Linked DNA regions of Sus scrofa: region 2 is linked to region 1. The links are chromatin contacts, called in public HiChIP or PLAC-seq maps. All regions are on one chromosome and are shown on one strand. Each heading gives the region's core, a stretch centred on a gene start, on an enhancer-like site or on the middle of the called end of the contact. The rest is flanking DNA. Distances are from core to core; before and after follow the strand shown. Region 1 holds the start of ZNF76 (zinc finger protein 76). Region 2 holds the start of RPL10A (ribosomal protein L10a).

Region 1 (4,466 bases), core at 890-3,389:
ATGGAATGTGTTGATGTTGGGCTTAGGAATTATCAGAAAATAAGGAACAAGGGGCTGAGGGTGGCCTGGAAAACTAAGCAGGTTTAGGGGCAAGATAAGCAATAGATTAAATAGGTTTTGAAAACTGTAGGTTCCAAGCCCAGCTCTGCTACTCATCTGTGGGAGTTTTAGGTTCTTCAACTGTTTAAAACCAAACCAAAACATACAAAGAATGGGAAATGGTGGTAGATCTAATAAGAATCACCTCTTGGGGTGGTTGAAGGGCAAACTTAATTTACACATACAAAGCCTGGCACACAGTAGGTGCTCACCAATAAGTGCCAATCATTTTTAAGGCGATGTTGGGGTAAAGAACCACAGAAGTGAGGAGTCCACAGCACAGATAAGAGGGTGGGGATTCCAAGAGCTCAGGGGAATACAGATAATGCAAGGTGTGGCCCTTTGCTCATTATCTGTTGATAGCACCCAGGACAGAGTAAGACCAATAGGAGCTTCTCAGCTTCCAATAAAGGGCTCCGGTGGGCTATGCATGGTGCCAAGTGCTTTGAGTGCATTGCCTCAGGCACTAGTATCCTCCACTAATAAAGGTGAAGACTGAGGCTAAATGGTGTGCCTAAGGTGTCACAGCTGAAGGGCCAGAGTCACACCAGAACCCAGGTCTCTTACCACATCATTGTCCCAGGCTGATGCGGCTTTGCAAACACATTAACTGATGAGGCCCAAACAAGGGAAACAGGTATGGACTCTTAAGGGGGTCATGAGAGTGAAGGAAAAAGGTTTAAGAAACAAACAAGTGGACCCTGGGGTGAGGTCCGAACAGCAAACTTCTAGGGAGGAGTACAAAAATGATTGCAAACAAGTATTATCTTGACTGAGAATTGCAGAATTCCACAGCTGGAAGCAAACTGAGATCATTTAACCCAAACTTATAATACAGATTAGAAACTGAGGTCCGGACCAAGGAAAGGATTCTCCCAGCTTCCCAAAGCAAAATTGTGGCTGAACTAGGACTTGAATTTGGAACCACACCCTCAATACAGATTCTCTGATGCCTCCAACTATGTCTACTTCATATTCATCGTGTCTTCCTGGGCACCGGTGGGTGCCAGGGCACTTGTAAGTCATGTACTGATTGACATCGGGGGGCTGGAGGTGCAGAGAGGGATGTGAGCGGAGGTGATTTGAGGATGAAGGGGGAACATGGAATGAGGATCACGAGTTAATAGGAAAAGAAAAGAAGGGATTATCAGATATCGAGGGTTATGTGGAAGTGACTGGGTGGGAAACTATTTTAGTAAGTAGGGCTTAAGAGCTACCAGGAAAGGTTTGAGGGGAGTCACCAAGTTTGTGAGGGAACACAGGGTAGACTGGAGGGATTGCCATACCAGTGAGGGCACTGAGAAGGTTTGGGGGTCACCACGGAGGGATGTGGGGATCTCGTGAGTCACTGGGTTGGGTCCCTGGGCAGTACTGGGGAAATTCCGGGGTTGGAAGTGAAGACTACCTGGCGAGGTCTTAGGGTCAGTGGGTGGGGTGTGCGGTCACAGAGGTGGAGGCGGGAGCTGCCGCGGGGTGGGCTTGGGAGTCAAGGGGGAGGAGTCGCAGGGCGGACGGAATGGAGGGGCACGGAGGGGGGCCGGGGGCCGGGACCCGGGGTGGGGGAGGGGTCAGGCCGCCATCAGGCCGCCGGGCCACGGGCCAGGGCCGGAGGAGGGTGGGCACGGCGGGCTCGGGACATTCCCGGGGCCCTGCGCCCGCCCGGCCTCCCACCTGGGCACAGTGGACCCACTCTTCCCGCAGCCACCAACCTGACAGCCCCCGAGGGTGACTCCGCCGACAGACCGCCATGCACCGGGCCCCGCCACCAGCGCCGGCCCCGCAACCCGCCTGCGCCATAGCCCGCCCGCCCGCGCGCAGCTTGCCTCCTGCGATATCCAGGTTCCAGGGCCGCCGCACTTTCCTCTCCTCTCGGCGCGCCTCTACTGGGCCCCGGAACCCGTATAGAAAATACAGGGCACGCTCCACCCCGAACCCCCAGTCGCCGCGGCCGCCGTCCTACTTATCCCGGTTCCCGGGCCGCGGGTGCCCGGGCGGCTGGGCTCTGAACGGTGCCCCTCAGAGCCCCGCCCCGCCCCCCAGCCGGGGTGACGCACCGCCCGCAAGGCCGAGCGCCCGGGGAGGGCGTGATGACGTCACGACGCCCCGGTCAGGGCCTGGGCGCGGCTCGCGAGCCGGGTCGTCTCTATAGCGATGAGGAGCTGCCAGCTGTCCTGCGGAGGCACTCGGTCCACCTGAAGCCTGAGACGGGAGCGGGGAGGAGCCCGAGGCCGCGGGGCCAGAAGGTGCGCTTCTGGAGCCAGGGAGGGCCGGAGGGGCAGATGGTGAGGGAAGCCGTTCCCGCGGGTCCCGCTGCCGGCCCCGGGGCTCCGAGCCCCCCGGCTTCCTCCTGCGCCTTAGGGTCCTGGCGCTTTGCTGCGCGCCCTCCGCAGGCACCGCCTACGACCTTCGAGCCACCCTCCGAAGAAAGCCACCGCAGGTGTTACTAGCTCCTGGTTGAAAAGGACGACGTCGAGGAGCCGTCAGGTACTGGCCTCTTAAGGGAGGGCGCCCTGACGGTCCTCTTTGGTTCTCTCACCCTCATTCCCCGTCAGCCCCACCCCCAGCCTCAAAACCTGCTACTCCCCCTTGTCGGCTCGTCTCGGGGTGAACCGGACCAACCCCTTTGTGATGGGGGAATTTTCAGACACCCAAGGGAAAAGTGAAAAGGAGTAATTAAAATGTTGGTTAAAAATTAGAAGTAAATAAAAAGCGGAGCTAGATGAGGAACTGGTAGTTTGCTTCTTAGGAGAGGAACTGGGTGCCTGGAGGAATGAGGTGAGAAACCTTCCTTTTAGACTTGACGTCCTTTCTTTTGTCGCTGCTCTCCCCCCCCGCCAATTTTTTTTAACTTAAAAATTTTTTTTAGGAGTTCTTGTCGTGGCGCAGCGGAAAAGAATCCGACTAGGAACCATGAGGTTGCAGGTTCGATCCCTGGCCTTGCTCAGTGGGTTAAGGATCTGGTTTTGTATTGAGCGGTGGTGTAGGTCACAGACGCGGCTGGGGTCTGGTGTTGCTGTGGTGTTGGCCGGCAGCTGTAGCTCTGATTTGATCCCTAGCCTGGGAGCCTCCACATGCTGCGGGTGCGGCCCTCAAAAGAAAAAAAAAGAAAAAAAATTTTAAAGCATTCCGATGTTACTTACTGTGCAGCACAGGGAACTGTGTACAGTCTCTTGGGTTAGAACCTGATGAAAGATAGTATGAAAAAATGTGTGTATATATATCTATGACTGGGTCGTTTAGGTGTACAGTGGAAATTGAAGGAACATAGTAAATCAACTATGCTTTAATAAAAAAATTTAAAAAAGGAAATGTGGGATTTAAACCCAGATCTATGAGAATAATAATAATAATAATAATAATAAAAGACAGTAGTTTGATAAACTAGAAACATTTACAAAGCAGTGTGTTTGGCATCTGTGGTAGCTAAAGATGCCATTGGAGGCATTGGGGGTTCGTCTTTTCCCCCATCTTACCTTAGCTACAAGAGCCTTCCCGTCTTATTTGTCTTGGCACAACAATTCCAGAGGTGGACCTGGAGCTACGGTGCTTATCAGGTTCTCAGTTTAGAGGGGCAGTGAGTGACAATTGATGGCCACTTCTTATGGTTAATAAATAATCCTTTCTGTACCTTTTGGTATAGAAATAACATGATCTTTAAGGTGTCTTCTTTCTGTTCTTTTTTGGTGGAAATTTGACAAGTTATTTTACGTAGATAAGAGAGAGAAAACCTAGTAGCTTGTCGTGCAACATAAACTTCTGGTTAGACAACAAGCAGGGAATAGAACTCAGGTTGTACTAGGTAGTCCCCCCACTCCCATCTTTTTCCATAATTAAAAAAAATGCCTCTTTCCTTTCTCACATTCCTTGCAGTTCCTAATCTGACTGGCTAATCACCTCTCCCATTGCACATCAAAAACTCTGGAAAGGGAGTTCCTGCTTTGGCACAGCAGGTTAAGGATCCAGCGTTGCCTCTGCAGGGGCTCAGGTCGCTGCTGAGGCACTGTTGGATCTCCCCCCCCCCCCCCCCCCCCCGCCCCGTGCAGTGGGTTAAGGATCTGGCATTGCTGCAGCTGTGGTGTCGGTCTCAGCTGCAGCTTGGATTTGATTCCTGGCTGGGGAACAAAATAAGAACAAAACCAAAACAAAACTCTGGGAAACCAGTGTCTGAGTTTGAAGTATTAAGACTCCAATGGTGGGTAATTTCAGGTGCTCAGGAGAACTGGGGAGGAAGACATTTTGGCTTTTTTTGTCTTTTGTTGTTGTTGTTGCTATTTCTTGGGCCACTCCCTCGGCATATGGAGGTTCCCAGGCTAGGGGTTGAATCGGAGCTGTAGCCACCGGCCTACGCCAGAACCACAGCAACGCAG
Region 2 (4,543 bases), core at 1,778-4,277, 170 kb before region 1:
GCTGGTGTCCCGGCCCTGGTCTGCTCCTCTCCAAGTTACTGGAAAAGCTTCATCCTGATTAACCATCCTCTAAGTGTCCAAAAGATCCCTGCCTTGTATGCAGTAACCACCCCATCACTGGGTCAGCTCACAAAGCACACCCCTCTCTGCAGCCACAGGAGACACTGATAATACTAGCATATAGTTTATTGAGTTGATCCTTAGTATAGGCGCTGGGGCTTGCCCATGGTGCTCTTAATGTACAAAGCCCGGACGTTCTGCCAATTTTTCTTGAGCAATGACACCAGGAAGTTGACAGCTAAGTGGATGTTGTACACAAGCTCATCATCTGTCATCTTCACGTGGCCAACAGCCACTGCCAGACACAGCACCTGTGAGGAGGTCAAATCAGGTTGGTGACTTGACTGAGTCTAGTATGGACAGCAAGCCCACCTACAAGCCAGATGTCCTGCCCCCCGCCCCCCAACTCCAGTGAAAACCAGAGCATCTGAAAAGCTGCAATCCTGTTAAGTGACTCACAAGCCCCAAGTATCCACAGAAGCTCAAACCAGGGCTCCCACTTAGACAAGAGGGTAAACTTCAAGGCCTTGCCAACATCACCACTGCTTATGCAACCAACCAGACCCCCTCACCTTCTTCATCTGGAACTTGATCGTGGACTTCACTTCATCAACTTTGGCCACCATGTTCTCATTGTGGGTCAGCAAGGAAGGGAATTTGCCAGCCTTATTCAGGCCAGGGCCCAGGATTCGTGGAATCTGCTTGATTAGAGATTCTGAAGCCAAAAAGGCATCATACTTCTTGGCTGGTAAAGACAAGAATCCATGGGATGCTTATTAGGACCTGGCCCCTGAAGACCCACCTCCAACAGGGCTGTGAACCAACCACAGAAGCAGCCTCTATCCAGTACTCTACCTCTTCTATTAAGTGTATCTCTACCTTCAGGACTTTTTACTGGCTCCAATCACATGAAACCCAATAGCAGAAGCCCAGGGTGACACAATCCAGGGTGCAATGGTAAATGGTCACTCCAGTTAAGACTGCCTGGCTTCAAATCCTGCCTTCCTAACTTTCTAGCTACAAACAAGAAGGGAGTGTCTCAATCTGTAAAACGCTCAAATCACAGAACAAAGATTAACCTGTCACCTTGCTTAAGAACCACTCCCTGGCCTGCTTCCCTTAAAAATAAAAATTAAGCAGAGCTTCCTTGCCTGCCCGCTTGCATCTTACAAGTGTCCTATCTTAATAAATCCATTTCTTGCGTTAAAAAAAAAAAATTAAAAAAGGGGGGGGGAGTTCCCGTTGTGGTGCAGTGGTTAATGAATCCGACTAGGAACCATGAGGTTTCGGGTTCGGTCCCTGCCCTCGCTCAGTGGGTCAAGGATCCAGCATTGCTGTGAGCTGTGGTGTAGGCTGCAGAGGCAGCTCGGATCCCGCATTGCTGTGGCTGTGGTGTAGGCCGGCGGCTACAGCTCTGATTAGACCCCTAGCCTGGGAACCTCTATGTGCTGTGGGAAGCAGCCCTACTAAAGGCAAAAAGACAAAAAAAAAAAAAAAAAATTCAGGGCTGTGGCAGGGGGTCAAGAAGCAAAATGCAGCGGCTCAAATTAAATCCCCGGCCCAGAAACTTCCATATACCATCGGTGTGACCATCAAAATGAACAGTAAACTGCCAAAAACAAGATAAGAAAAAATCACATTAGCCAACCACAGCACATCCTTTCTGTCACTGTATCTTTATGACTTTACTCCAGCACTTTGAAATCTAAGTGGCAGAAAGACCACTCATAACAAACCGCTCCCACGAGAACTGCCCCCACCCCAACACTTATACAAAAAATCACACGAGGAACCGCTCACCCAGCTTCTTGACCAGTTTCTTATTCTTGTTGAGTTTCTTCAGTGCCTCGATGTCCATGTGCGGGATATCCACAGCCTTGGCCTCATCACAATGCTGCTGGTCTCCCAGGACACACACGGAGAACTTGGGGCGGGGAGTAGACTTAAGCCTGCGTTAGGGGGACAGAACAGGTCATGCGCAGCCCGGGGTCCCACGTGCAGGTGAAGGGGTCTGGGACCGCCACAGCACTGAGCCTTACCCAGAGCGTCCACATTCACCAGCAGCTAGTCTGGCTTCTCAAACTAGCCGGCGGGTTCGGCCAAAGCCTCCCCACGCCTCCCCTCTTCTTTTAAGACCCAGGGTGGGGGTCCGTCCAGCCACGCCTGCCCGGAGCAGGGGGTCTGAACTACCCACGCACTTCAGGGCCGCACGTGCCCCGCCGCCTCGGGCTCAACAGGAGCCTGAAGGGAGGAGCCGGGCACGGGGACACTGAGGGCTGGGTGGGGTCAGAACGGTGCCAACCTGACGGTGCCCGAGAAGCGTTTGTCCTTCTGTGGGTCATAGTTCTTCAGGCTGATCTGAAGCTCCACCGTCTCCAAAAACCTTAGAGAGCGAACAAAGTTAGCCGGGGGCCGCGGCTCCCCGGCCCAGCCCAGCCCGCCCTGCCCGCGGAGGCCCGCGCTTACTTCCGGCGCTTGCGCTGGTTCCCGTGCAGGACCTCCCGCACCGCCTCGTACAGGGTGTCGCGAGAGACTTTGCTGCTGCAAGAGATAAACAAGACGAGCGCTCAGGACCCGAGAGCCATGACCACTGCCTCCGGGGGTCAGAAGCCTCATGTTTAGAGACGCGAGGAAGGTCCACGACCGACTCCTGGGGACTCCGGCCACCAAAGGGGGGCGATGTGGACCCAAGAAGCAGATGCAAACCTCGCCGAAGTGGCACCCGACTTAGGCGACCAAGCTTGGCGCGCTAAGTCGAACGCCAGGCCTGAAGGCCGAAACCTGACAACAAACGCCCTTCAGCGAAGCAAGGAGCAAGGACCTCCGATTTCGCTGTGTCTCCCTTCCCACAGGGTCACCCGGCAGAGCGGATGAGTGCGGATAGCATGGAGTAACTCTCACCTCATGGTGCCTGGCGCAGCGATAACCGGAAAAGAAAGTGACTAGCTCGCGCATGCGCTCAAATAGGACCTTGTTCTCGCGAGAGATGCTTTGTTCCCGCGGCTTCCCACCGGAGCCCTCCCTCAATCTCCCGGAGCGCCGCTGTCTGCGGCCGCACGAGGGCGCCGCTGCTGCGTGTTGCAAGGCTAGGTCTGCGAGAGGACAATCATGAGCCGCGGTGGTCCAGGGCGCACCTGAGAATGCTCCCTTTCACAGCAGCTGCTGCCAGGCCCTTAGGAAAGAGGCTAGGTCCGGGGCTGGAAGTACAGCAGTCACACTGCCGGGCACCGCACCCTGATGGCCGCTAAGAAGATGCAGCTCCTCCTGCATGTTTATCACACAAACGTGCGCCTGGTTCCACCTGCCCTCCGCATCTGCTTCTCTTCTCAAAAACAGGCTTTACTCCTGACCTCTCTCCTTCATCATCTTGCTCTAACGGGGCTCACGGTTCTGAGGAAGTTGTGAGAAAGAGTTCTGTTCCTGGACCCTCTGAGCCTGCCATGGAAAGAGCGGGAAAGGTTTTGTAATGAAATTTTTTACCTGATAGTTGATTCAATGATATCTATAGGTTAAGCGTTTACTATGAACAGCTAAGTGCTGTGGGAAAATATAGCTTAGCTTAGTACAGACATGCCCACAGTACTGTACACCCTTTCTGCCTCTTCTCTGTCCAACAGGCCCCCCATCCTCTCCGTTCACAGTAACCTCAAGAGCCCTTCAGATGCCTCCTCACATGCCATCTGCCCCGAAGACTTCCCAACTCCAGGCTGAGTGACTCGCACCCTCAAGCCCCCCTTTCCCAGGGCGGGATGCACAGCCCCACCTACTCAACCAACAGCTCTGACAGGGCTGGGATGGGTGGTACCACACATGATCCGGCCCACAGAAGGTGAATGAACTTCAAACTCAACCGCCTTCCCTTCATAGAGCATTTCACCAGGGAAAAAAGGTGCCCCCTGTCACTGGGCGTGGGGGCTCGGGGGGGGGTGTATGTTGATTGTCAACAAATGTCCAGAGATGATAGGAAAGCAGGCACTGCTTCGAATAACACATAATTGAACTTCCTGCTTTTTATTAAATACCACTGATAAATTACTTTTCAAGTCAGAAACAAGAACACAGAGGATCATAACATACACTTGGGCACAAGAGATTTGTGCTGAGCACATAGGTCCCCCAGGGCTCCTGGAGCATCATCCATCCACTTTGGGTCTGCTTTGACCCTACTGAGACCTAAGGCCTTTGCCCCCCCCCCTTCTTTTTTGGCCATGCCTGCAGCATGCAGAAGTTCCTGAGTCAGGGACTGAACCTGCGCCACAGTTACAGCCTGTGCTACAGCTGCAGCAGCACTGGATCCTTAACCCCATGCGCCACAAGGGAACTTCCCTATTGAGGCCTGTCTTAAAAGTTTCTGTCCCACAGCCTGAGGTAGAAGTGATGGGGAGGGAGCCCAGGGTCGGCAGCCCTTGGTAATACAGCTCAGCCAGCCCCAGCCCCATCCTGTTGGCTGGGAGACCCAGGCAGCCGCTCTGCAGCCGGGAAC

What was found. HiChIP or PLAC-seq counts read pairs in DNA pulled down with a chosen protein or histone mark.
Region 2: a contact with region 1 is called in an H3K27ac HiChIP or PLAC-seq map of alveolar macrophages. The contact joins the promoter of RPL10A here to the promoter of ZNF76 in region 1. A contact is called at or near these places in 1 of 5 promoter capture datasets (fetal liver), 1 of 47 Hi-C or Micro-C datasets (liver) and 2 of 2 datasets of contacts at active chromatin or transcription factors (alveolar macrophages and skeletal muscle).

The regions. Positions count from the first base shown.
Region 1 is chr7:31,158,803-31,163,268 of Sscrofa11.1, reverse strand. It overlaps ZNF76 (zinc finger protein 76), which reads right to left and starts at 2,139. Exons shown (of 14, transcript XM_021098617.1): 1 at 1,923-2,139. It overlaps TCP11 (T-complex protein 11 homolog), which reads left to right and starts at 2,187. Exons shown (of 12, transcript XM_021098623.1): 1 at 2,187-2,342; 2 at 2,490-2,583.
Region 2 is chr7:31,326,247-31,330,789 of Sscrofa11.1, reverse strand. It overlaps RPL10A (ribosomal protein L10a), which reads right to left and starts at 3,027. Exons shown (of 6, transcript NM_001097477.2): 1 at 2,962-3,027; 2 at 2,527-2,601; 3 at 2,363-2,443; 4 at 1,861-2,009; 5 at 633-805; 6 at 166-371. The coding sequence starts at 2,966. The coding sequence ends at 201.